Linked DNA regions of Anas platyrhynchos: region 2 is linked to region 1. Evidence: chromatin contacts called from public Hi-C data. All regions are on one chromosome and are shown on one strand. Each heading gives the region's core, a stretch centred on a gene start, on an enhancer-like site or on the middle of the called end of the contact. The rest is flanking DNA. Distances are from core to core; before and after follow the strand shown.

Region 1 (6,440 bases), core at 3,910-6,409:
AGCACAAAAAAAAAGCTTAGCAGTACCACTCGCAATTGATGAAAAACAGATAAACATCCTCAAGCACAGAAGGATGAGTAAGAATCAATGGAGTCTGGAATGAGCGGAGAGCACATAAATTTGTCTCTTTTATGGATCATATAGGTATTCAGGAAGACAGGTAGCAATTTGCTTGCCAAGAGATATGTAAAGCACTCTAGATCTAATTCAGTTCATTGCTGGTGAACTGAAAAAGAAAAAGAAAAGAAAGAACAGTAACACTGTCATAACTATCACTCTGATATTGTTCTGTGTTTTAAATGGAGAGTGAGGTAGAGATTAGTCAAGAAATGTGCGTTAGTGATTTATCTTTTAACACTTTGATTCAAAAATGCAATAAGAATTAACTAACATTAATTACTAATGTATTTAGAAGTAATGCTTAGGCTCTTAGGACCTTGCATTGCTAAGCTGTAGACTGATGACTAAAGAGGGGAGATTAATTAAATGTTATGATTAAATCCAAGAAAAAGAAATGCTACTGAACTGATTCTAGCCAGCTGCAGTTTTAGAAGAAAAAGTGTAACAAGGCAATAAATAAATAAATAAATAAAGTGTCATAGGGTACAATAAAAAAAGAAAAGAGCAATTAAGGTTTGTTTGTTTGTTTGTTTGTTTTACCTATCTCCCCTGATCTCATATAAAGGAAGAAAAGAGAGAAAAAATGGTCTGGAAATCACTTTATCACTAAGCTTCAGCCAAATCCTGCCTCCTGCTCTTTTCCATAGCAATCCACTTCCAAAATATTCTTGCACAAAGGCTTGACAGAGAAAAAGACATTTTCCTAACAAAACTTACAGGTATCAGAAAATCAGCAAGTTCAAATGCTTTAGTTCATCTATATGTTCCAGAGACACCGGCAGTAACATGACTTAAACAAACTGTAGCATAGAATCACGACCTTGTCCTTCAGTGGTTTACTTTAGAAAATATAAAGAGCTGCATTTGCCTCTTTTACCTGCAAAACATTTCTGATTATTCAGTAACATATGGAAGCGTAACGTCAGCAATAAAACGTTGAGATTGTCCCCAGAGTTTGGGGAAAGAGAAGAACCACTGTTGATTAAATGGAAACGTGTCATGACTCCGAGAGAACAGTTTGATAACAGTAATCTAGAGGGAGGAGCATGACAGGTCAACATCTTCACTCCCACTAGATGGCAATATTGTGTTTTTTCCAAGTGTAGAAAACATACCGAGTGGAAACTGCAGTATTTTTCATGTTTGCTGAAAGTTGCATTTTCTGTAAAATTAAATTTAAAAAAAAAAAAAAATCTAACCCAAGTTTTATTGTTCACAGGAGTGGAAAAAAAACAACAACAAGCACAAACGAACAACAAAAACAAAAAACACCAAAGAGTTGATAATACATATAACTTAGCCAACTTACACATTAAGCTAGAAATAGAGACTACAGAACCTAAAAAATACACTAAATGAATAATAAATGCAATATATGCTTTTAAGGCTGCTAGGCTTATAATTAGGCCCATCTCAAATTAGATCTTCAATTTAATCCTTTACCACTGTATCAGCAGGATGTGGCAATGGAAACAGCACATTTAAATCCTGTGGGAGAGAGCATCTCAATTTACTCAAACAACCTCCTGTGACATTAAGCAGGAGCTTAGAGCAGTATTAAAGAAGCTCCGAATTAAAGAGGGCTCCAGTTCCAGCTCTCATGGTCAGAGGATGGGTCACTATGACAATAGGCCTGGAAAGAGCATCCTGATTATTTAAAAATCAATAACTGAATTATTTAAAAATAAATAAATAAATTTCCCTGAAAGGGAAAACCTTTCAGTTTTTCAAAAAGATCAAATGTCTATATGCATGTGAACCAAAACTCATGAAGACGTGTTTCTAAATTCTTCAACTCAATTCCCAGGCAACATTTTGGGAAATTTGTATAGAAGCCTTAGCAAAAACGTTCAAATAAGAAAAGAGCTAGCATAGAAACCCTTTGAAATCATCACTCAAAGAAAAAAAAAAGTACAGTCTCTTTAAAGGAAAAAAAATCTACAGCTTAAAAATGAAAATGAATTTTCCATTGTGAACAGTTAAAAAGAAATAGCCAGATGCCAGTCATCCTGTTAATGCATATGCTTAACCTTGGCCTCTGAAATTTTCAGAAGGAGTAGGGTACAGCCACATACCGAAGGCAGACAGAAATGTGCAAAGAATGACAGAAATGCTCAGCGCTCTGAACAGACTGAGCCACCGGACAGAGGGTGCTGGGATTGCTGACCCAGGAGTTGGCAGAATCAAGTTCAAGGTTACATTGACTTGAATTCCTGTGGGAACCTGAGTTCATCAATGACCATTACTTACAATCTGGAAGCCAAGGAACAATAGGCACTACATCTGGAAGATCAATTCCATGCAAGGGGACATATGACAATACTAATCCCAGTTCTACAGCATCTTCCTCAAGAGATCTACTTCTGCTCTGCTGTGATGCTGACATGTCCTACAGTTTAATGAAGGCTTACACTCTTGTTTCAAATATAAACACTGGCTTGCAATAGCAGATCAACCCTGACTCCTGAAATCAAGCTATTTTAGAACAAGAAGCAAATACACATTTCAGTTCTGTTCACAGTTTATTATTCTACTTTGCAGGTAATCTCATTAAGCCATTTTGACTCATTTGTATGAAGCATGATACAAAACTATTCCTCCAATACCTAGTATTAAATGTACAGTTCCTAGGTACTACATTTCCATTCTTGAACAAGGCCTTGAAATAAGTGAAAACCTAACAAATCCTTTTAACAGTGCTGGAGAAAAATGAAAAATGCTGTTTAGTAACAGTTATCTGGTTTGATCTCATAAATGCTTACTTAAAGGTTTTGGAAGGCATTTTGCATATCATCAAAATACCTTAGAGTTACAGCTTAACATATGTGCTAGTAGTGGTATGCTGGCTTCTAGAAAAAACTAACCTATAATCAAAATCTTGTTTTATAATGAGCTTTTCCCTTTCCCCTTCTCTGGTTTCCCCTTGCTTGGCATATGAGATACACACACACACACAAAATACTCTTCTTGTGGAGCCAGTAATACTGTTCTACTGCCTCCACACAGCCATACAGACAGGGAGCAGGAATTACTTGCAGGGTAACTGAAATTTGTCCTCTCTTTGGGCATTCTGCCTCCAACCCAATGTCTGTCCACACAAGCTCAAATGCACACACACACACACAGAGGTATTTTACTGTCTTAAAATTTGAATTTAAAAATACTGTACATGTATCAGCATGTTCCCAAGTATTATTAGAAAATATTAAACTTTTCCTGAAACTGGGTTTAAGGTGAATGAAAAATGTTCATATCTTATGAAGATTTACTTGGATGGAGCATTTACTGCTCCATCCCAAACACCCTGGCACCGTTAAAAGATCCCCAAATCCTATAAGAATGGCTCCAGAGTTTTTAAATACTAATGCCAAAGACAGCTCATGAATCCATAGCTGACAGCACTAGGCAGCTCCCTAACAACAGCGCTGGTGCCATCTGTATCAGTCCCCATTTTGATACCTCTTTCAACAGAAATAAAATCAATCCTATCATTGGACATGTAATATCTTTAAACAGATGTGATTTAAAGACCACACTAATATGCCACAACTGGAAGGAAAATGGCCTTGTGTCCAGCCCTGTGTTTTCCATCAGCCAGTGGTGCTACAGGAGATCATCCTCCAGTGAAGCGCAGAAGCAATGACATGCTTTATGAGACCATGCTTTGTTAATGCTCTTGAAGTTGAGAATCATCATCAGTAACACCACTGGGCCACAATATGTAACCTGAAATGTGAATGTCATTCCGGACTGCAGTCAGACAAGGGGTGAGGTGTTCAGAAATTAATGAAGGTGACTTGGAAGTATCCATGCAGATAAAAAAAGCTCAAATGCACTCCCATGTAATACTGACTTTCCTCATTTCCCAAGGAGAGGATTCTGCAGGAGCTGTCAGCACTTAGCACAATGAAGCCGTAAGTGACACTGCCTACGCTGCTGTCATACAGCACTGCCCATCAGATGCTGTGCTATGCAGGCATTTATAATCAGTGGGTCTCTAATTAAGCAATCAATACTCTTCTGCTGTTTTTCAATGGATAAATCTATTTTCTTCTTCCCTGAGATGCAACGATAACAACAGACCAAGAGACTTTTGAATATTCTGGATGATATCAAACACTAGACACGGCCAGATACTTGCAGAATGTTTAGGTTTTGCATCCAAATTAATTGTTTTGGCACACTTGATCCAAACACATCACTCAGACCACTCCAATTTGGTATATTAGTTGTTACATACTGCCCTAACCTTGCAACCTGTTGTCTTTTCCAACATGTGGCAACCATGTAGAACACCCACTGTCAGCTCACACAGTCATAGCTACTGTGTCTTCATAATACGTTAATAATACATTGCTCTCTTCGTTTGGTGATTAAGGCTTAGAGTCAAAACCCAGGCACTTGATAGTTGTGCCAAATATGTGATAATTTTGTTTTAAAGGCTAAGAACACCCACTGTGAATGGACTGAATTTGCCAAAATTAATATTTTATTCTCACAATAGCCATATGCTATTCATTTGTACCTTAGCCTGAAAACAGCCATTATAAATATCAAAATCTCAGCAAAAACATTTTGCAGCAAATTAAAACAATTTATTGCACCAACAAAAAGGGGCAGACAGAACCTGTGAGGTCAGAGTGTCAGTAAGCTGGACTTCAGAGAATTCATCAGAAAAGAATTATCAGAAGTACTTCAAGCCCAAAACAAGAGCTTCCAAGCACATCAGAAGGAATTACAGGCGAGTAAGTCACTTGGATCAACTTGGTCACAAAGAAAACAATGTTATCGTACAGAGCTAAGACAGACTGGTCAGAGCAGGGATGGAACCACTGCACTTCAGGGTCAAGTTTAAAACACCTCTGTACTGGGCTTTATTGTATTGATATGGAGAAGAAAATGCAAATATTGTCCAGACCCTTAAAAGATCAAGCAAATCCAAACAGTCTTCCTTCCTTCCTTCAGCAAAAGTAAACATTTAAGGCAGAACTTGCCTGAGCTAATAACCAGCAACCTTCCCTCCCAGGTTTTCCTTCCCTGCTGTCTACAGAAAATCCCAGAGATAGAGAGTGAGAGACAGCGTGCGTGGGAGGTGGGAGGGAGAGTTAAGGAAGCAGAGGGGAGAGAGGAGGGTAAGGAAATAAGTTATTCTCTACAGATGGCCCAGCTCTGTAAATCCTTTCTTGCAGTCACTCCTTGAGCTGAGAGGTGAAGACATCCACTCCCTGTCTGCATCCCTGCACCTCACCACGCTTCAGGCACGAAGGAGTGGACAGAACAGTAGAAGCAAGTACTCAAGTCTTACCACTGCTGGACTCAGTAGTAAAGCACTTGCTAACTTCAGCAAGGCTAGGATTTTATGCCAGATTCACAAACAAGTCATCTATAAAATTCCCGATCAGGTCCCCAAACTATCTGTCAAGGATAAGCAAAAAACTGATGAGATATTTTCCCCAAAGTCTGCTGTTTCTGTAAGAAGGTTTTATTTTATTTGGCTCTAGCTGTAACGTATTGCTAAATGTCATTGTAAAACGCAAAAATATTCATTCATAAATATTCAGTAACATAGTGAACTTACAATGAACTACACTGGCTGTTACAGCAAATTTAACTCACAGCACACAGAATCCTAGAAGTCACACAATTAGATCTAATTTATCTAGCTGCTGATAATAGAAGTGTCGCACGATAATAAAGCAGATCCTTGCTTTTAGCACTACATAGCATGTATTCATACCACAGAGTGATTGCACAACTCCGAGGAAGGCAGTCCATTAACCTTCAGGACCTAAAGCTGTTACCATAAACAGTATTTGCTCTTTTACAAATGCATTTCTCTCCAACAGATTCCCCCACTACCCATTCTCACTTGTCCCTCACTTCCCATTCTCTCCCCATAGTAAACGCAAAAATAAAGACTGTATGAAGCAGGGTGTCAAATAAAGGTAACGAGCAGCCCTGTACTGATGTAGTGACATTCATTCTGTAGGCAACTGCAACCAGATATGGTACAATCTCTTTTACAGTCCTCGGACTGTATGTACAGGAATTGGTTTGAATGCTGTACAAAAACAGACCTTGGGTATGAAGCTTCAGCTGCCTAAGAACACAGAACTAAGGTCTAAAGCAGGAAGTGAATCACATCACATACAACTGAAAAATTTGTTACTTGGTGACTTCCTTCTTAGGCATGGCAATCTTTCTAATCTACAAGAGTATGGACTGCCTGGATGTTCGCAGGAAAAAGAGATGCACCATCTCAATGAGAAGATTCATGCTCTAAAAACAACACAAATTTTACATCTCTATCACATAAAATA
Region 2 (6,853 bases), core at 1,434-3,933, 55 kb after region 1:
TGATACGTATTGATATTGTTGAGTACTGAAAGATACTAAGTTGGAAACACAATTTAAGTTTGCCTATGCTTCATTTAATGGAATTGTATATAGAGGTATGATGAGGGCTGGCTGTTCAAACAATACAGACATGAAATTTATTTGGTAACATCTAGCCATTATTTATGCCTTTTTGTTCCTGCCTGTGATGAAATTGCCCAGCAGGACACCAGAAACAACCAAAATGATCCTATTGTCTGTAACAATTAAATCAACTCAAGTTAGCTGATATAAAGCAGAAATGGCTGCCTGCAAGCCTCTGATGGAATCAAACTTTGCTTCTTTTAATTCCAAAAGCAATGGTCTTTCTTTACTTCTCTTCCTCAACAATTCAAGCCCTAAAGAGTTCAGCAGGGGGAGGAAAAAAAAAAAAAAAAGAAATTCACAGAACTATGTAGTATGTCTCTAATGCTGCTTCCAATAAAATAAACATTAAAACTCCTGTTAGATTTAATGGCAATGTGCCAATATCACTAGGTTTTTCAGCTGTGCTGTTCAGACTTATGTGAGATTTTGGTTTCTGTAATTTCTGTTAAATCACAGCAATGACTTTTTTTTTAACTCATAGAGGTATATAAGCAAAAGGACACTCAGAAATCATCTTTACTACCAATTCAAGCCACTGACTGTGACTAACAATCAGAGTAGGTAACAATGTTGCAGATGTTCTTAAATCCTATTCATTTGCATTTTGCTTTACTACAATATAGTGTAAAGTAGATAACTATCATTAAAGTTACCCAATCTCTAAAATTATTTACGAGGTTTACAGTTGCAGTTTCATACTTAATATTGCCGAATATGCATCTAAAATCTTCTAGTGACTGCCTGCCAAACAGGAAAGCAGTTGCTTACAAAACACAAGGTTGAAACTTCTTGTCAGCCTTCTGCAATGACCGCTTTGCCCTCAGCTGGTAGAATCCCCTGTAACTGCTTCAATTTGCATGACTCAAAAGGGCGAGTAAGATAACCCCGCTCTTCAGATCTTACTCAGTCTAACTTCTTGCAAGAGACAAAAGGGTTGGTTTGTTTCCCCCTCCAAACTGGCTGTTTTCCAAGCTGTCTTTGGACTTCTGATCTTATTCCATATCCAGACAGTTCCAGCCCTACCTTTCCATGTGGACGCGACGCAGGGAAAGTCTCTTCTCAGTCCTCTCTGACCACAGACTTCCCATTACCGGCATACCCTGTCATTTCCAAAACCTCTCTTACCATGAGCTGGACAGAATAGATGTATTTCTCTATCTTACAGTCTAGTAACTAGAGTAAGAGAAAGGGGATTAAGCTAGTACTGGATAAAGCAGAAATGTATTCAAGCATCCAGTTCCAAGCAGAAAGGATCTCACCTCCAACATTTTATAAAATGAATTCACACACACACCCCTTCAAAATCTGAAAACCCCAAACCAGTTTGTTTAGATGGAAGTTTAATTAGGGAGTGGAAACTAACTGTACTTAGAGGCCAAGTCCTACAATTCCAACTTAAATCCTCATTTCAGCAGTATTTAAAGAACTCTGGATGGGGAAGGCAGAGATTTAGTTTTGATGGCTGAGGAAAGCAGAAACCAGGCTTGCATATGCAAGATTTGCAGAAGAATAATAAATCAGTAAGGGTAAAATGAAAGTAAAGGATGTTGTTAAATGGTATTTATTCTCGGTTTTCCCTTGGAACACAGGCCCAAGTTCAGGAAAGAATTTAAACACACGCCTGCATGAAATGCAGTGAACCCAATGAACCCAGTGAGCTCAGTGGTTTGCTCACAACCATGAAGTTCTGCACAATGTCTATGGAGCTGCCTGAGCTGCAGTAGTGATATCTACTGTCTGAGAACTGGCTCAAAAAGAAGACGTAGGAATTGTTGTCATCAGATCTGGACATTTCTAAAAGCCCAGCTTAGAACTGATACCTATGAATTGGACTCCATTACTGGCAGCTTCATTCTGCAGGCACTTTCTAGAGAGCTTAGCAGAAGTGCTCTCACCACCAGGAACTCAGTACCAGCACTGGTATTAGCAGCAGTAAGAGGAGGTTCTGTCCAGTTGTAGGGTCAAATCCTGACCTACAAGTAATTCAGCGCTAAGCGAAAGCCATGTTTGACTACACACTTTCCATGCCCTGAGCAATTTTTTCAGGACCTAAGTGAGACTGAAAGCTACGCACTGAGCAAAGCAAGTTAAAAAAAAAAAAGGAAAAAATACAGGTCAGTGAGCAACAGAAGGCCATCAACTAACCAGTCAATTTGCCTATGCCAGCTCATCCCAGTCTCTTCTACATGTTCAGCTTTCTGCTGCTGCCAAAAGGGCAGCTGGAGGATGTGGGGCAGCAGCAACTATTCATAATCTTCCTCCAGGTTTTTCTCTTTGCTTCATCTCTCCATTTCCCCACGTTGCCCTTTCCCTCTCCCTGCAGCAGTAGCTGCGGAGGCAGCTTTTTCCCTCTCTATGGCTCCTCAGCAGGCTGGGAAGTACTGCAGGTGAGCAGGAGCTGCTGCTAGGAGAGAACATTTCTAGCAGGGAGTAGGAGTAGCCTTGTGCAGCTGCAGAAAGGGATTGATACGAGGGAGTGGGTGAGCTGCGTGGCGACTGTACCATATCCCCAGCAGAGAGGGAAAAGAGGAGGCACAGGAGGGAGACAGGCCGGGGGAGAAGGCGAGGAAGCCCCTCCCTGTGCAAAGTGCTTTCCAAAATCTCCCATCTCCTCTTCTCAACCACCCACCCTCACAATTACACGAGTCCCTGCAAAGCCCTGCCGCTCCCTGCTAACTCCCATGCTCACCCCCCAGGCCTAACATATACCTTGCCCAGTGACAGCCTTGTAACACAGAAATCCATCAAATGGGACAGCAATTTCCCTTCCATTTCAACAAATACTCTTCTGATAACAACGCTTTTCAGCAGCTCACAAACTGCAGTTTAGATGAGATGTAAAGCTTTCACAAGCTGCATCCTAGGCCTTTCAACACCATCAGCACAGATGACTTCAGCTGGTAGATGAAAATAAAAATGAAAATACGCAACAGTCACACTCTGTTAGCCCAACAACAACCTTCAACAGTGTAAGGAGCAAGCAGAGGTTCACATGCTGGCTGACCTGAGACAAAATATCACCACTCTGCTCTCTGCCCCCCAGCTATAGCAGATCAAGTACTGACGAAAATGGGTGCCGCTTCAGCAAAAGAAAAGGCAGAAGGCTATTAAGCAAACAAACAACCCCCCCAAACACACTCTTATAAGCCCTTAACCAGTCTTCCCAGTTAATTCAGACAGGAGGAGCTGGAAGGAGATGGTTTATTTCCCGAGTAAATGGACAGCTCACAGGACTGAGCACTCAAGCGTGTTTTAATCCTTCCCCTGCTACTGCCCTCCTTCTCAATTCCTGAAACAGAAGAAAAAATACTGACATTTTCCTAAGGTGCTTTTGGATTTTCTAATGCATGGCATGCTTGTTACTGTTATTGCCAGCCATTTCAAAGGCAGGAGCTGTCGTCTATATTCTGCCTTGCATCTGCTCCTTTCGACAAACACCTCTGACGAGAGGTCAGCACCACCACATTCAGTGCTGCATTATCCTGGGTGCCTAACCTTAAGGGCTGCAGCTTGGAGACCCGGGACACGGTATCTCCAACAGGAAAATTTCATCAATGGTATGCTGTAAGCATGATGCAAAAACACGTACCTCAACAGCTCAATGAGTATGTAAAGCTGTGCATTTTCCCCGTTTCATTTCCCCTAACTCGTCATCAAATTGTTATTGAGATGTAAAATTAATTCATAATAAGCTTGCTGTATGCAAGTGGCACAGCTGTATGACTAACTTCACATTAATAAAATGGAAATATGAAAGAATGTTTTTTAAAGTACGTTTGAAAAGATCTTAAGAATCAGCACTGAACGAAAACAAAACTAGAATGGCAGACATTTAAGACTGGCAAAGAAAATATCACTGAAATCTGTGTTTTAATTCTTTCCTGACAGCATTAGGGATTTCTTTAAGACAGCAGAAAACTAAACTTGTTTCATTAACCTAAATATAGCTGTAAAATATTTTCAGTGGAAATAAAGGCTTTTCTTGATAAATGTTGTGATGTTCCGACTGATTCAGTAAGTTCTGCTACTCAGCCTACAGAAGGATTTCTTAGGACGACTCAATAGGTTTTCTCGTGCACAGTCAGGCTAATGGCTAAGACCCTTAGATGGAGTCCTTGGCATTGGTCCAGTTACACTGATTTCATCTATCGTCAACTCTGAAAAGTGGACATGAACTCAGAACCCATATTACCAATCATCCAAACACATAAACATCGATCGTTCTAATTCACAAAAGTATAACCACAAGGCTAAATGTTAAAGGAATTTTCCTTCCCGATTTAAATTCTACTGATAAAAGCGTAGCTCTATCACCAACTCAGCTGCAACATTTACATACGCCAAATGTAAGAAAACCAGATAAAGACATGCTTCGTTATTACGTGAATCACCAAACCCAAAAGATATAGCTAAAGCTTGCAAGTTAAGCTAGGCTTCTTTTTCAGTGAGAACTTTCAGGTTGCTTATCGTTCTGCATTTCACATTTACCAAAATGTAAGCTCACCAACATCCTCTTGAAAATGCCTTGTGCCATTCTGTATAATGTTTCATTGGTTTACAAAAGCATCTGTAATCCAAAGCTCTCTTTAAAACTGCAGTGTAGCCATTACTAAAAGATCTGCAAAACTGACACTTTGACTGTGATATGTCTGTATTGATGCACCACTGGAAAAGCAGCCATCTTTTTAATTGTCACTATACCTTTTTTAGAAACCAAAACATTTTTTTATTATTATTATTGATCTTCCTTTAAAAAAAAAAATTAAAAAATCCCTGTATTTTGTTTAAAAGCTTCCATCTGGTAAAATATGAACAACTGTGTTAGGCCAGAACTTCCATCTTTCTGCATATATATGTTCAGGGAGTACACATACCGTAAGGTTAAAAATCATTTTTGCAACTGCTGAATACTCTGCAGACAAAAGAAACCAGAATTTTGCACATTTATCTTACTCGTCCTAACACAATAGACGCTATCATGATTTCAAGCTTTGTACTTGTTTATCATTAGTGTTTCCACTGTAACCATGGCATCAGTATATAGCACAGGCTTAACAGTGAGAAAAATACCCAGTATTTTCCTAAAAAACTCATCTCTTAGAAAACATACAGGGATGTGCACAATGGTAAAGAATAATCAAAGTAGGTAAGCTGGCTAAAGAGAGGAATAGTTTAATTTTAGGGGGAAAAAAAAGAACCAAAACATTATTTCTCTACAAGCCCTTTTTTCATTTTGGACTTCTGACAAGAACCTAGAAATATGTTACGGGATAAGTCACATAACCTTGGGCCTGGTGCAGATATTATAAAACAAATACTGAATTTTCCTTCCAAAAATGCATGCAGTATTATACGATACTGAATGCATTAAAGCTATTAATATATTGACAAGAGCTGTTCTCAGCATACGAGTTTTTTCTCAAAGCTATTTAAATAGTGACAGTCCAATCCTGAAAGAACTGTTGCATCATTCTGAAGGTAAAAAGGGGCAGCAATGCAACTACATTGAATATACCCAACAAGTACATGGTTCCCTATTCCAGCTTTTGGGACTCCTTGAAGGGACGCCCTCAGAATGGCATAAAAATGCTTTTTAGTCTCCAGAAGTGTTTCTTAGGTTGCAATTAATATTTTAGGCAAGGAGGAATGAGCTCCTGTGATAGCTGCTTTTAATTTGCTTGCTATAAAGTTGAGGAAGAGTACTAGAAAAATATCTAGCTTAAATGCCAAGAGTGAAATGAAGGAATTAGCCCTCTTATTAAACAGAACAAACTGACTGTGATGTGCCCAGTCTTAGTCTTACGTTGGTTTAGGCCATGTGCATTTTCCTCATCCTGTGAAAGCCATTCGACTACTTCATTTCAGAGAAGACTTCTTTTTTTTTGCAAGTTCTCATACAGACTCTAGACACTGATGAAGATACCAATAAATCTATGTGCTTCACTATACACTCCACAGAGATGCTTTGGCCACAGGCCTTGATTTAACTCAGTGAAATCAGATGAAAAAAACAATGTGATTTTGTAAACGCCAGTTCTCTGAGGGTCCCTACCTATTAGCAATACAATAAACACAGTCAGTATTACAACAACAATGATGTATTCAGTAAATTGGAAGATTTGGGAAAATGTAAAGAACAATCCCATACATGCCTGCCCCCCAACTCCAACTGTGATCGGGTGGTGTTCTCTGTGCATTATATGCACTGCACAAACACAGTCCACACTATGGAGACTTACAGCACACACACAAGCAAGAAGCAAATGATGTTTCAGAAACCGTATTACAATGAGCTAACCAATTAGGACCCAGAGCCATCTACTCAACTCTGTCACATCAACAGACAACAACTGTAGTCACTCCCTTGTCTCCTCCCACCCAGTAAATGCTGGACAGCAATGAATCCTGGTGCAATAAAATACAGCATTTATCTGATTCAGCTATGTAGTTCCTCTCCCAGACGGTGTTTACAGAGGGCCTCAATCTGTTAAATTCCACTATTTATCTAGGGAACATGTTTGGACGTTTGAGTTCACCTTAAAAATCACAGTCAGGATGTACCCTCACACACCAGCCCACCAAAAATCAAACTTGTCATCTGTAACCTGCAAGGTCCTTCCAGATGTGGCAACAAACTCTGAACGTGTACCATACACAGAAAGCACATACGTAATTATTCCTTCACTAAAAATCTGTGATGACATCCTCATCCCATTGGCCTCAAAGA

What was found. A called contact is a pair of places that touch in the nucleus more often than the background predicts.
Region 2: a Hi-C map of F1 follicle shows a contact between it and region 1, with 4 times the contacts expected there. The contact joins two enhancer-like sites. A contact is called at or near these places in 4 of 8 Hi-C or Micro-C datasets (F1 follicle, liver and skeletal muscle).

The regions. Positions count from the first base shown.
Region 1 is chr3:39,652,667-39,659,106 of IASCAAS_PekinDuck_T2T, forward strand. All of the region lies in intron 1 of PRKCE (protein kinase C epsilon), which reads right to left. Among named protein-coding and RNA genes, the nearest start is that of PRKCE, 63 kb to the right of the region's middle. Within about 2 kb of position 5,160, at least 1 of the 8 cell types and tissues checked has an H3K27ac peak or open chromatin away from gene starts, as enhancers often do.
Region 2 is chr3:39,709,693-39,716,545 of IASCAAS_PekinDuck_T2T, forward strand. The region is part of intron 1 of PRKCE (protein kinase C epsilon); the gene reads right to left. Among named protein-coding and RNA genes, the nearest start is that of PRKCE, 6.1 kb to the right of the region's middle. Within about 2 kb of position 2,684, at least 1 of the 8 cell types and tissues checked has an H3K27ac peak or open chromatin away from gene starts, as enhancers often do.